3 separate regions of the Mus musculus genome follow, and all the other regions are linked to region 1. The links are chromatin contacts, called in public HiChIP or PLAC-seq maps. All regions are on one chromosome and are shown on one strand. The core of a region is the stretch at or near the end of the contact, and the rest is flanking DNA. Distances in the headings are between cores, read along the strand shown. Region 1 overlaps G730013B05Rik (RIKEN cDNA G730013B05 gene). Region 2 holds the start of Dubr (Dppa2 upstream binding RNA). Region 3 has its middle 26 kb from the start of Mir6363.

What was found. HiChIP or PLAC-seq counts read pairs in DNA pulled down with a chosen protein or histone mark.
Region 2: an H3K4me3 HiChIP or PLAC-seq map of bone marrow-derived macrophages shows a contact between it and region 1, with 3 times the contacts expected there. The contact joins the promoter of Dubr here to the enhancer-like site in region 1. A contact is called at or near these places in 18 of 39 promoter capture datasets (the 3T3-L1 cell line, 3T3-L1-derived adipocytes, the C10 cell line and 10 more), 23 of 484 Hi-C or Micro-C datasets (the 3T3-L1 cell line, 3T3-L1-derived adipocytes, the STO cell line and 15 more), 12 of 115 datasets of contacts at active chromatin or transcription factors (acute myeloid leukemia, bone marrow-derived macrophages, embryonic basal ganglia and 7 more) and 1 of 9 other capture datasets (embryonic stem cells).
Region 3: an H3K4me3 HiChIP or PLAC-seq map of bone marrow-derived macrophages shows a contact between it and region 1, with 2.9 times the contacts expected there. The contact joins two enhancer-like sites. A contact is called at or near these places in 3 of 484 Hi-C or Micro-C datasets (cochlea, myeloid progenitors and nephron progenitors), 1 of 115 datasets of contacts at active chromatin or transcription factors (bone marrow-derived macrophages) and 1 of 9 other capture datasets (embryonic stem cells).

What each region holds. Positions count from the first base shown.
Region 1 is chr16:50,550,139-50,554,468 of GRCm38.p6, reverse strand. The region is part of intron 3 of G730013B05Rik (RIKEN cDNA G730013B05 gene); the gene reads right to left. Among named protein-coding and RNA genes, the nearest start is that of G730013B05Rik, 26 kb to the right of the region's middle. Within about 2 kb of position 2,173, at least 8 of the 459 cell types and tissues checked have an H3K27ac peak or open chromatin away from gene starts, as enhancers often do. A contact at or near this core is called in bone marrow-derived macrophages and macrophages, where this site is marked.
Region 2 is chr16:50,730,573-50,734,902 of GRCm38.p6, reverse strand. It overlaps Dubr (Dppa2 upstream binding RNA), which reads left to right and starts at 2,130. Exons shown (of 2, transcript NR_028300.1): 1 at 2,130-2,485.
Region 3 is chr16:50,699,249-50,703,578 of GRCm38.p6, reverse strand. No RefSeq gene overlaps it. Among named protein-coding and RNA genes, the nearest start is that of Mir6363, 26 kb to the left of the region's middle. Within about 2 kb of position 2,593, at least 29 of the 459 cell types and tissues checked have an H3K27ac peak or open chromatin away from gene starts, as enhancers often do. A contact at or near this core is called in bone marrow-derived macrophages, where this site is marked.

The DNA of each region.
Region 1 (4,330 bases), core at 924-3,423:
CAACAATTAAAAAATTAAAATTGGACTGAACAAAGTAAGACATGCCTGTAATCCCAGCACAAATAAATAAATTGATCAACTGATTAATTCAATTAAATAAACAGTTTAGACATCTTATTTGTAAGCTAAATACTCTCAGATGCTCATCAACAATTAAAATGGCAACATTGCCTTCTGGGTTTTGTTTTATTAATGACAGATGATAATATTGAAGTGTTTTAAAGCAATGGAGAAGATACAAGCTGCTATGATCTCCTTTGTCCAGCTATTTCTCTAAAAATTGTGTGTAATATTAGAGGTAATACTGGAAGCTCAAAGGGTTATGATTATGTATTTGGTAGGTCCTAGCCAAAAAGCTTATATATCAAGATAATTCACAGTAGCTCATGAATATGTATTTGACAAGAAGTTCCCACAACAGAGTCCAACCGGGTGCTTTTAAAGCCATATGCTAGTGCCTTGGAAACTGAGAAAGCAGTTGACATTGCAGAAGGATATGTTAGCAAAGGACTTTGCAATTAGTTCTGACCATTTTTTTCCCTCTCTGTTAATAGTCATTCCTGGGTTCAGTCCCAAGCCAAGGAAGGAAAGGCCAAATATAGTCACCAAATCAGCCGTGTTGCAAAGCAGCTGTCTGCTGCACGAAGCAGAGCAGACAGTTGAAACTCCAATGACAGCGAGTAAACAGGGGCTCCACCGAAACAGTAATCACGTTTATCACCATTTTGTGAGCAAATGTGCTGCACTTAGCATGCTCACAACATTGTATCATCATCAATTAATAAAGGAGCTGTAATCACTACCGCATGAGGCACACGCAAGTGTGTGCAAGATGGAAGAAAAACAGTTTCCTATAGAGTGTATTTAGAAAGTGAGAGACTTTTCTGTTGTCTTTAGTTGGCTTGTTTCTTTTTTTCATTGGACACACTGCACTATGGTCCCTCACTCTTTGTCAGAGTTTATCCCTTGCCTTCCATCTAATGCAAGCCTCTAGACAGTGCTCATCCATCTGGTAGAACCACCGTCAACATCGCTTTATCATAGAAACAGTTCCCAACATGGCCAAGGTGTGGCAGGGGACATCTCCTGTAACTTTTCACCCTCTTCTTATTGAGCTGTCTTACGGGCCATGCTGTCAGAGGCTATGTATGCTCGTTCACCATTGCATCACAGTAAACATTTGCTACCCACTAAGTTTCTCTTTAATGAATAAAGAAAGGCATTTATTAGTTTCCCATGACAGAGAGGGAAATAATGAAAGTCCATCTTTACTATGTTAAGTTCTCGCTCCAGAATTATCTGCTCAACACTTCGGATGCTTCTCTCATGTAATGTTTTCCATGTTTCCTCTAAGGAAGGAACATGCTCCCTGTTGTAGATAAACAACCTCCTAGACCATCCACATCAAACAAGGACATTCTGAGACCATCATACAATGAAACAGAACAAGACTGCTTCATTATTTTCTCCAAGCGCCGACCCAAATAAGGGCTCTGTAGAAACTCCACAAGAAACCATCCTCCTCCTGGCTTTGGCTGGTGGGTGGAGTTCTGCCTATGTCTTTCCCCGAAGAGTTCTGTACAACAGCCCTCTCCACCGGTAAGACTGAGAACTTCAGTCTTAAAAGGCTCCTCACTACCTGGCAACAATCACAGAGATAAATTCCCTCCTTTTTTCCCCTGTGCAAAGCCCACATGATTCAAGAAATCTTTTGAGCTATCCTATTACTGAAGCACAATCCAGTTACCATGGCCTGTGTTTCCAGTGAGAAGCTTAGTTCAAGCACATTGTGTGTTCCTCGAATGTGTGCCCCTTTGGGATTTCGGGCCAGGAGGCATTGACAAGGAGTTACACAACATGTACTGGACTGGAGAAAGAAAATGTGACAATTTATATTTATCTAAAAGACTAAGAAAAGACATCTTAACCCGCATTCATCACAGTACATAAATATTGTCTGGTTCTCTCATTCTCCCCTCTGAGAGGTGACTCCAGGACAAACAGCAGGTACACACAGATCACCAGGATATCACAAAATGTTAGGCATGGTATATTTCCATTCCTGTGTGAGCTTGACCAGTCAAAATCATAGAAACAGAAAGCCAATAGTGGTTTCTTGGGGCTCAGGGCAGAGGGGGAAAAAGGAAGTTATTTAGAGATATAGTTTCTGTTTTACAAGTTTTTGTCCTTCAGATGTAAATAGAGTAAACACTACTGCACGGCCACGTCCTGTCTGGCTTCGTCCTGAAAACCTCACTGGGGAGAAGAAGCAATGAAGAAAGGACAGACACACTTACAAAAAAAGCTGCGATCAGGTAGGGCTGTGTTCATTCTCCTACAGCAGCAAGATTGGCACAGCAACCTGGACCCCTAGTGGCTTATGATGTACGCAGAGGGTGCGGGGTATGGGGGAGCTATGTCAGAAGCAGTTCTCAGCAGAAAAGCAGTCTTCTGCAAGAAGGAAGCAGTAGTTTCTAGTTTGGCTAGCACTGGTCCAAGTCGTAAACATTTGTGTATTGCCAGTTCCTGTGGGTCTGGGGCATTGGTCCTTGAAATCAAGCTTTGCCTATTTTCATGGGTCTGCAACATTGATCCTTCTCAATGACTCACATTCTCTCAGGACTTCATTAATCCTTACACTCACCCAAGGCTTCCTCAGTGCCAAATGCTCACCTACGCTTGGAAATAGCTAATAAAATAAATGTTATATTATATACATTTTCATCACAAGCTTTTAGTTATTACTATTGTGTTTCTGTATATGCAGTGTGTGTGTGGTGGGGGTTGCAGCATGTGTGTGGAGGTCAAAAGACAACTGTGTGGAGTTGTTCTCTCTCTCCATCATGACATGGGTTCTAGCGATTAAGCTCAGATCGCCAAGCTTGTATAGCAAGAGCCTTTACCTGCTGAGCCACCTCTTTGTCTTATTAATCACAATTAAAGGGAAACACTTGAGCGAAAAATAGGAGTTCCAGAAAAGAGAAAATTCAGCAGGGCTGTTCTGCCCTGGACACTGCAGTATACCGCAGCTGACTTGTGCCCAGAAATAAACTTTGCCTTGCATGCAGCTAATCTCGGGTAGTAAGCACACTAGGGAAGATGAAAATTGAACTGTGTGCTCAAAATATCACAAATCAAGCCAAGAGAATTGATATATTTTTTAAGACTGACTTTTGCATGTGTGTTCCTCTCAAAGAAATGATCTGTCTGTCCGTTGTTGAAGAGAAACACAGTTTTTCACTTCAGTAAGTATACAGCTGACTGGGAGTCAGTAGGAGGACTACATATGTTCTGTAATCTGACTAATGTCTCTAAAATGGTGCGAAAGTTCATAGGCAAGCTCAGTGACCTTTAGTCAAGAATCAAAAAGAGGTAGTGAAGCTGGTGAAGGAAAAGGCAAACGTTGTCAACATGACGACAATATCTGTGACTTTCAACCCAAAAGACAAAATTTTGCTTGCTTTTCTCCCATTTCTCAAGTGTCATCTCCTTTGCTCTTCTACATAATGCTATGAGGGAGAACTTTGCGATGAGAATAACTTTGAGACAAATGCCATGAAGGAAAACATTTTTATTGTGCTCATTCCCTGTTGGCTTAAGATGCTCTTCTTTTTTAAAAAAAATATTTTTATTAGGTATTTTCCTCATTTACATTTCCAATGCTATCTCAAAAGTCCCCCATACCCTCCCACCCACTCCCCTACTCAACCACTCCCACTTTTTGGCCCTGGCGTTCCCCTGTACAGGGGCAGATAAAGTTTGCAAGTCCATTGGGCCTCCCTTTCCAGTGATGGCCGACTAGGCCATCTTTTGATACATATGCAGCTAGAGTCAAGAGCTCCGGGGTACTGGTTAGTTCATAATGTTGTTCCACCTATAGGGTTGCAGATCCCTTTATCTCCTTGGGTACTTTCTCTAGCTCCTCCATTGGGGGCCCTGTGATCCATCCAATAGCTGACTGTGAGCATCCACTTCTGTGTTTGCTAGGCCCTGGCATAGTCTCACAAGAGACAGCTATATCTGGGTCCTTTCAGCAAAATCTTGCTAGTGTATGCAATGGTGTCAGCGTTTGGAAGCTGATCGTGGGATGGATCCCCGGATATGGCAATCTCTAAATGGTCCATCCTTTCGTCACAGCTCCAAACTTTGTCTCTATAACTCTTTCCATGGGTGTTTTGTTCCCAATTCTAAGAAGGGGCAAAGTGTCCACACTTTGGTCTTCGTTCTTCTTGAGTTTCATGCGTTTAGCAAATTGTATCTTATATCTTGAGTATCCTAAGTTTCTGGGCTAATATCCACTTATCAGTGAGTAGATATTGTGTGAGTTCTT
Region 2 (4,330 bases), core at 881-3,380, 180 kb before region 1:
TTTCTGAGTTCAAAGCCAGCCTGGTCTACAAAGTGAGTTCCAGACATCCAGGACTATACAGAGAAACCCTGTCTCAAAAAACAAAAAGCAAACAAACAAACAAAAAAAACAATAAATAAATAAGTTAATTATCCCACTCAAAAATATATTTAAAAACAATAGTTTTTTTCCCGCAGATTTATTTAATTTTATTTTTGACTAAGCAACATGAAACAAATCCTAATAGATTAACCACATTTGGCATTTTACTAGGGAAAGGCAAACCATCATACAATGCAGGATTCATCCTTTTCAGCCTGAAAGAGAGGAGGTGAGATAAAATATTGGGTAAGCAAATATACTATCATCTTTCACGTAGAAGATTACTGTTACCACAAATTGGCTTTTATTTTTCTCTCTTTAAAAAAATTACATATTTTCTAAATATTTTGTGGAAGAGTCAGAAGCCATGCCAAGCCAATGAGCATCCTGAAGCTCACAGGCTGCAGTCAGCTGGCTGCCTCAGAAGCTGTAAGGGCTCCCTGGGCAACGGTTGGTTTTCAGTCTGGAACAACACAGTGGGAACCACCCCGGAATAAGCCTGGGAGCTGACACGGGAGCTGATATCACCTCAGGAAGGAAGGACGCTCGCATGGAGACCCTTGGAGCTCTGTCAGGTAAGAAGAGCCAAGCAAGGGCAGTCTGAGCTTTAGTGGATAACGGCTACAATGACATAAAAGCAAGATGTTCTCCGATGACAAGCTCCTGAATCAGCAACAAATTAAACCTAACAGCAAGATATAAAATTACATACAGAAATTATGGTCGTCGTTTGGGGCAACAAGCACTCATGAGGAAGAAGAGATAGGATGAGGCTCTTTTACAGTGCAGATGCAAAAGGGACTACGCTATAAGCAAGACATGTAAGCATCCTATATGGAAAACACTAGAAAGTCTTGTTGAATGTCACAGAACTGGATTTTCAATAAAAGGAAAGATAAATTCCGTTCTCCAATGGGAAAGCACATCAAATTATTCTCCGTTTCTCCAAAAGTATTTTAATGAAGCTATATTCTATTGTTTATATGGGAAAAAATAATGTAAAAGCAAGCCGCAATGAGGCAGGCCTAAGCCCTTTCAGACATTGCAATACGCTGCACAGACTACAATTAAAAAGGATAAATTTCGAATATGACAATATCTAATCAATGTGGAAAAGAAAAATTATATAGATCAGGACTCATGTACAGTGTAGAAATTGACATAGGTGGTATCTCACATCCCTAGAAGTAAAGAGGAAAAGGAATTTTATAAAGTTATCTTGTTAGAATAGGTAGACAGTCATTTGAAAACCGAAAAATCATCTAGGTAAAATTTCCACCAGTCTTACCAATATGCAGAAACAGTCAAATAGAGAGAGTGAAGGATACTCTGGGAGGAGACCCATCCTAGTCAATGTCAAGAAAACAGCAAAGAGGGGGTGGAGAACTGAACTAAATGGAATGAAGACCGATAATTGACATCTAAATGTGTTATGTAATCAACTTAATCCTAGATTTAAATTCTACCAACAAACGATAAAGTAAAAATTGAATATTTTTTGGAACAACTGAGGAAATTAAATCATATTAACTCTATCAGATAGAGGTTACTAAACTTGTTACATTTCTTGACCCCTGCTGTATTTTAAGCCTGTAGTCAAATATGGGCACATACGTAGCAGAATTCGAGTATATTCTTGTTGCTCAGAATCAGGGAGATAAGAGGGGTGGAGATTGAAGCTGCCACCCAGAGACTAGAAATCGGGGATGCTGCAAAATACTAAGTCACTTCACCTTATGGACACATTGTATGATCACCTAGCCCGAATCTCTACCACCACGGGTGCTTGAGAAACCCCGATGGAGAAAAATCGCTTATTCTGAGAAACTAGGTTGAAGCACAGGATCTCGCCGCTTACACAGGTCTAGTATGGATGTTATCTCTGGGGGAAGGTAGACACTGTTCACAACTAATTCAGAATCCAGTGTGTGTTCTTCCGCCCACAGCACCAGCGGCGACTGGTTCCTAGCCGCAGCTCAGCCAGCAGCCAAAGCTAAGCGGTGGGCGTGACCTGCTCTGTGGGAGGAGCCTTAAGGTAGGCGGGACGTGGACCGGCACCGCGCGTGCGTAGAGCTGTCAGCCGCACCCAGGCCGCGCTTCTAGCAAAGTTGCAAAGCAACGGGCAGACCTGTCAGAACGGTGAAGATCCCGGCGATGGAAAAAAGGCGAAACTGCTCCGCGTAGGCTGCTCGGAGTGGCATCGCACCTTGTTCGAGTCCGAAGAAGTTCCCGCTTCTCTAAGCCGGCTGAAGGGATGCGAGTCTCCTCTTGTCCCAACGGGACTGTGTCCTGACACAGAGTGGACTCCGCCCCAAGAGTGCGAGCGTCCTGAGCGTTCAGGGCATCCTGAGCCGCGGAAGGCATCCGGCCACACCCCGCTCTTTACCCGCCAACGCCAGCCCAGGTAAAAAGAAAAAAACTTTACGTGCTTTAAGATTCCTCTGGAGAGTCGCCAATTAGAGAGTTACCAGTTCTGTGACCACCCCACCCCCGCCCCCCAGGAAGAGCGAAATCTGTCACGTACTCATCTTTCACAACCTTGCATAGGAGGAGGAAACACCCACTCACGGCCGCCGGCCTTAAACGCTTGCAGATTTGCGATGGCAGGCAAATCCTTCACTTTCTGGGAGCTGGCGCCGCGTCTCTGGTGCTTGCAGAAAGGATCCAGTTTCTGTAAGGATGCCCAGGCTTCGATTGCACCTGGTTCTGAACACCAGCCCAGGAATCCCACGTACCTGTTTGCGCCTCCTCCCCTGGCCGGTTACCAGTCAAGACCGCCAGGAACCTCTTAGAACAGTAGCCAAACCGGCTAGTCTTTTATTCTGAATCGGTCACTTTCCGTGGCTAGTAAAGTCCAACACTTTGGATAAATTGGCTTAGTGTAAAAAGGTAAACTATTGTGTTTTGATAATGTCTCTTTTGCTGTGATATGTCCAGTGTGATCATTTAAAACATACTGAAAAGTGTATAGAAGAATGTTGAAATTCTACATAATCCCAACAAACTTAAAACAACTTGAAAAGCTTTATGTATGCTTTTAACCCTCTTTTTTTTTCAGTGCTCACTTGGTAAGACCACTTACTGAACAACTAGGTTGTTGAAGCTGTTTAACATTTGTTGAAAAACAGCACAGAAAATAGTATGCCGATTACAAATGCAGTTCAGTACTTAAACAAACATACTCTGGCAACAGTCTAGATGATATAATCTAGTACAAGCCTCCTTCATCGCAGTCCGTAACAAAGAAAGCACACTCATGCTAAATATAGACACTGCCTTAGCATTAAGTATTCTAATTGTTCTTTCTGTCATAATAGTTATCCATCCAATAGTCTGCAGTGCCCTGCTCCTTTCATTCCACACTGTATTTGAGTTTATGCATGCTGTTTCACGCAATTGGGTCGTTTAAAAATATTCTTTTACTCTTATGTTGTGTGGTCTCCAGTGTTTTGGATATACACAAAATATTGTATTAATAATGGTAATAATGAGATATGGTTCAAGCCATACAATTCATCCATTTAAAGTATGTGATTTGGGTTTTTTTTTATATTCACTTTGTGGGACCATAACTATCAGGTCATAGATGCCCTCCAAAGATAGCCCTTATCCCTCAAGCCCCAAACAACCGACAATCTTGCCTATAGACTTGCCTGTTGGGATCATTCTCTAAAAGTCCAATCGTGTAGTAAGCAAATAATGTGTGGCCAATTTCCCTTAGTGATACTGTACATTTATCTCCAGGTTTCGTGTTCTTACAAATAGTGCTCACATGGGTAAATATTAATCTTACCTGTTGTCACATGAATACACCTCTCGATATATATGCCTGTATGTTGAATAGCTCAGACATCTCCTGTGCTTACAGTTAGAGTTACAGTGCGAGCTTTTCATGTGTACTGTTACACTAGCCTGGTCTGATAAGAATTCTCAGTATTCCACCTTCCCCAACATCCGGTGGTTGTATAGTGTTAATTTACAAAAACCTCTGTTAACTGATGGCAGAATCATGCCATTATTAACCACTAATATATCCTCTTTAGTAAAGGGCTCTTCAGCTGTGTCTATTGATTGCCAGTCACACTTGACTTCAAACTTATAAATTCTGACTGTGCTCCACCACCAAATGCATTTTTCTCCTCTGCAGTTTGTATTTTAACTCTCTCACTGTTAGATTATTATAAATGTGTAGTTCCCCCCCCCCCCGGTAAATTGAGTACCTTGGCTAAGCTATAAATAATCATTTCCT
Region 3 (4,330 bases), core at 1,344-3,843, 150 kb before region 1:
GAAAATGTGGTACATTTACACAATAGAGTACTGCTCAGCTGTTAAAAACAATGACTTCATGAAATTCACAAATGGATAGAACTACAAAATATCCTGAGTGTGATAACCCAGACATAAAAGAACACACATGGTATGCACTCACTGATAAGTGGATATTAGGTAAAAAGCTCAGAATACCGACAATACAACTTACAACCATATGACGCTCAAGAAGAAGGAAGACCAAAGTGTAGATGTGTGGTCCTACTTAGAAGGAGGAACAAAACAATCACAGGAGGAGAGAGAGTAAGGTACTTGGGAGGGAGAAAGGAGAGGAGGGAAACGGGGGGGGGGGGCAGAATCAGGTGTGGGAGGAGACGGGGATGAGGTGGCGAAGTACAGAGGGTCAGGAAATTGATTGGAGGTGTGTAGCAGTGGGGGCTAGGGAACTGGGCATAGCCACTAGAAAGTCTTAGATGCCAGAGAAGCAATATAGTTGCCCCCTGAGAGGCTTTGCCAGAGCCTGACCAATACAGATGCAGATGTATGCAGCCAACCATTGGACTGAGCATAGGGACTCCAATAAAGGAGTTGGGGGAAGGACTGAGGGAGCTGAAGATATTTGCAACCCCATAGGAAGAACAACAGTATCAACTAACCAGACCCCCCAGAGTTCCCAGGGACTGAATCACCAACCAACACATGGAGGGATCCATGGCTCCAGATGCATATGTAGGAGAGACTGCCTTATCTGGAATCAATGGAAGGAGAGGCCCTTAGTCCTGTGGAGGTTTGATGCCCCAGTGTAAGGGAATGCTAGGGCTTTGAGGCGGGGGTACATGGGTGAGTGGGGGAGCACCCTCATAAAAGCAGGGGAGAGGGGGATTGGAGAGGGAGTTTGAGGAGGGGAAATGGGAAAGGGGGATAACATTTGAAATGTAAATAAATAAAATAGCAAATTTAAAAAAAAGAAGAAGTCGACACAGCTCACTACAGTAGTGCCTTGGCCACTGCCTTGGTGACTGCCTTCTCCATTTCCACAAGATCAGGGGCTTTTCCTCGTCTTTAGCACTTTTTGCTAGAATAATATAATTTTACAAAAACCAGAAAATTCTGGTGATCCTTTACACACAGGGTTTGCATTACAGCTGAGTGAGATACCCTGAGCTTAAGAATCACCACACTTTTAAAGGAAAATCCTTTCAAACCGGCTTGTGTTTGGGTCTGGGAAAAAGTGTTATCTTTACTATGCTGGACAGCAAACCCATCTCCCCTTTATCTGGTACCCAGACCCGGCCTTTATCTTCTGAATCTGTTAACCATGTAAACAGACTTGAAAAGATACTCCAGGACAACGCTGTAAACGTGTCTGTGAAGAAGATGTGCAGAAACGCAGGAGATCCACGCAAGAGTTGTTTTCTGCCAGCACTTCAGTAAAGCTATACTACGAAATAAAATTATATTGCAGTGGTCATGGGGTCGTCTCTGTACTAATCTATATCCTGGCTTTGAAGATGGTGATTCCACACTCAGCCAAGCTTCACCAAGTTTTTCTAGTTAAAAAGGCCAATATAATATGTTTGTTCATTGTTCTTTAATAGGAAGTGTGTGGTAAAGACACATAACTCTACTGAGATGACCTGTCTCTCGAGAAGGAGTTGCTATTTTATCTCAGTAACAAGGATTTAATAATAAAGAAGAGACTTTTTTTCCTATCTAGATCACCAAGAATTTATTTACTAAATCATTCTCTTGAGAAAAAAAGAAAGAAAGAAAGAAAGAAAGAAAGAAAGAAAGAAAGAAAGAAAGAAAGAAAGAAAGAAAGAAAGAGGGAGGGAGGGAGGGAGGGAGGGAGGGAGGGAGGGAGGGAGGGAGGGAGGGAGGGAGGAAGGAAGGGGGAGGAGGAAAAACTGGGATAGGGGGGGGGTCAGGACTCATGAAGAAGTCAAGAGAGAATTTAAACATTGGAAGAGGCAGGAAAGCCAGCAAAAGTGCCGCATTCCTTTTAGTAGATAAAATGTATGCTAGAAGATTAAACTGTAAACTAGAAGATTTAGACTTTATGAAGTAGGACAATTGCTCTTTCTGGACTTCATCAGCCTGCAGATCCTGGCGACTCATTAACTCTAAGAACTGTCTGTCTCCCCGAGTTTCCCACGCCTCTTCTGACTGTTCTTCACTATTCAACACTGGGAACCCACTACATACCACAAGATCTCTGGGTGCCTAGACCTCCCACCACAACCTGCAACCTGAGGCCCACAGTACACAAACCTACATCTCTTATTCTGTTACAGTATTAGGTTTCTGCTGCCACACAGCGAAGTGTTGCGCATGGGATGCCTCACAAATGAGTTCTCTCTCACTTCTGTAGGTCAAGTTTGTAAGTCAGAGGAGCTCTCTGCATAGCTGAGGTCTAGGTGCCACTAGGCTGGACTTTTATGTTGGGCTGCTAGGAAAGGGTCCACTTATTCCGATTGTTGCCAAATACGAACTGAGGTCCATATTTTGTTTTCTGGCTGTCAGCCAGGGACCACTCTCAGCTCTTTAGGCCACCTGCAGTCTTTGGCACAAGACCTCTTCCTTTCCCATCCAAGAAACAGTGCAGCAAATCCCCCTAAGCTTTGAATCTCTAATTTCCTCTTCTGTTCCATCTACAAACAACCTCCCCTCCACTTCAAGGGATTCATCTGATTGGGTTACGATTACCCAAATAATCACTGTATTTTATGGCCACTTAACCTGAAACTTTAATTGTGTCTTTGAAATCTCTTTTTTTAAAAATGTGTCTAGATTAGTTTTCAATAGAGAGCGAAGGATCAAAAGTTTGGGGCTGAGGGGTGGCATTTTTAGACTCTTCCATATAATCATTATTAGAGTATAGTCTGCTGTCCCCTGTTCCCCACTATAGTAAAGTATTGTTTGTATATTTACACTTGAAATTTTCTAGAAAGTCAGTTCTTGGAGCATGCAGTGTGTGTGTGTGTGTGTGTGTGTGTGTGTGTGTGTGTGTGTGTACAGACCCTTTGCTTTCCATAGGATTTAAGCTCAAATCTAATGGCACCATAAATATAAGTCAATTGAAAGTGCAAATTTGAGCAATTTTTATAATCACATTCACATAGATATAAACAAGGGTTTGGCCCTGGGGGTCAAACTCTTTAGAGATCTCAGTTTCATTGAAAGTGGTCTTTGGGGGAGTACCCATGCCAGTACACTAGGCATGCCCAGACATGCCTGAATTCTAGCTTACTGCTGCATCTGTTTTCTCACCACATTTACATACGTTTGGTGTAGGAACTGCAGGCTTGTGTCCATTTGAACACTGTACATTTAACTTCTGCTCTCTGAGAAAGTCTGCTTCCTGCTTGTGGCTAAATGTCTGACCTGCAGCTTGAAACAAACGAGGATTTATGTGTCCCTGGTTTGTGTGTTTCCTCAAAGGATAACCCTCCCTTTCTGTGCTTGGGGGGGGGGGAAGAAGGTAAGAACAAATTTCCACTCAATCCAACACATTTCCCAAAAAAAGACAAGTAGAAAAATAATCAGTATTCAGCCTACAAAACGGTCTGCAAGCCCCAAGTCTAATAAAATATGAGGATCTATTTATTTATTTATTTATTTATTTATTTATTTATGTATGTATGTATAGGATGAAAAGTAGATGAATCCAAGCAGGAATAAAACGTGTATTCTGGGAAGTGTGATTGTTAATCTGGATTGTCAATTTGATTGGATGGGGAAACATCAAAGAGATTGGTAAAGCACACCTCTAGGCGTTTCCCAAAAAGGACGAGCAAAGTGTGCTGTGTTAGAATCGTGGCTTGCATCCAGACAGACCACACCAGGCCAAAGCAGTTTCATGTGGAAGAGGTTTGTTGTTAGGGAAGAGGGCAAAGGTGGCAGTGAAGAGGAGCGGGAAGAGAGAGAGATAGAGGTCAGTGGGGTCTGCTTTATTTGGATAGTGACGAAGCCGCTTGCAGGTAAAGGTGGGAGGTGAGTCAAATGGGTTCTGGGAATGTCAGGTTGTAGCCATAGCTGCAGATGTGCAGGCTTCTGTCACCTGTGTGTGATGTCACTGGGTTTGGAGCCAATCTGCTGTGCCGGTTCTTGATGTGAACAAAGTGGGAAGAGGACTAGCCCTGACATGGTGGTACCATGCTATAGCTGGTAGTCTAAAGGTTGCCAAAGGACAGAATCTTTACTAGTGCTCTCCCGACCCCCACCCATAGCTCTCTGTCTCCTTCTCTGTCTCTGTCTCTGTCTCTGTCTCTGTCTCTGTCTCTGTCTCTGTCTCTCCCTGACTTCTTTCCTTTCTCCCCTACCTACCATCAGGCAATCTTCTTTGCCT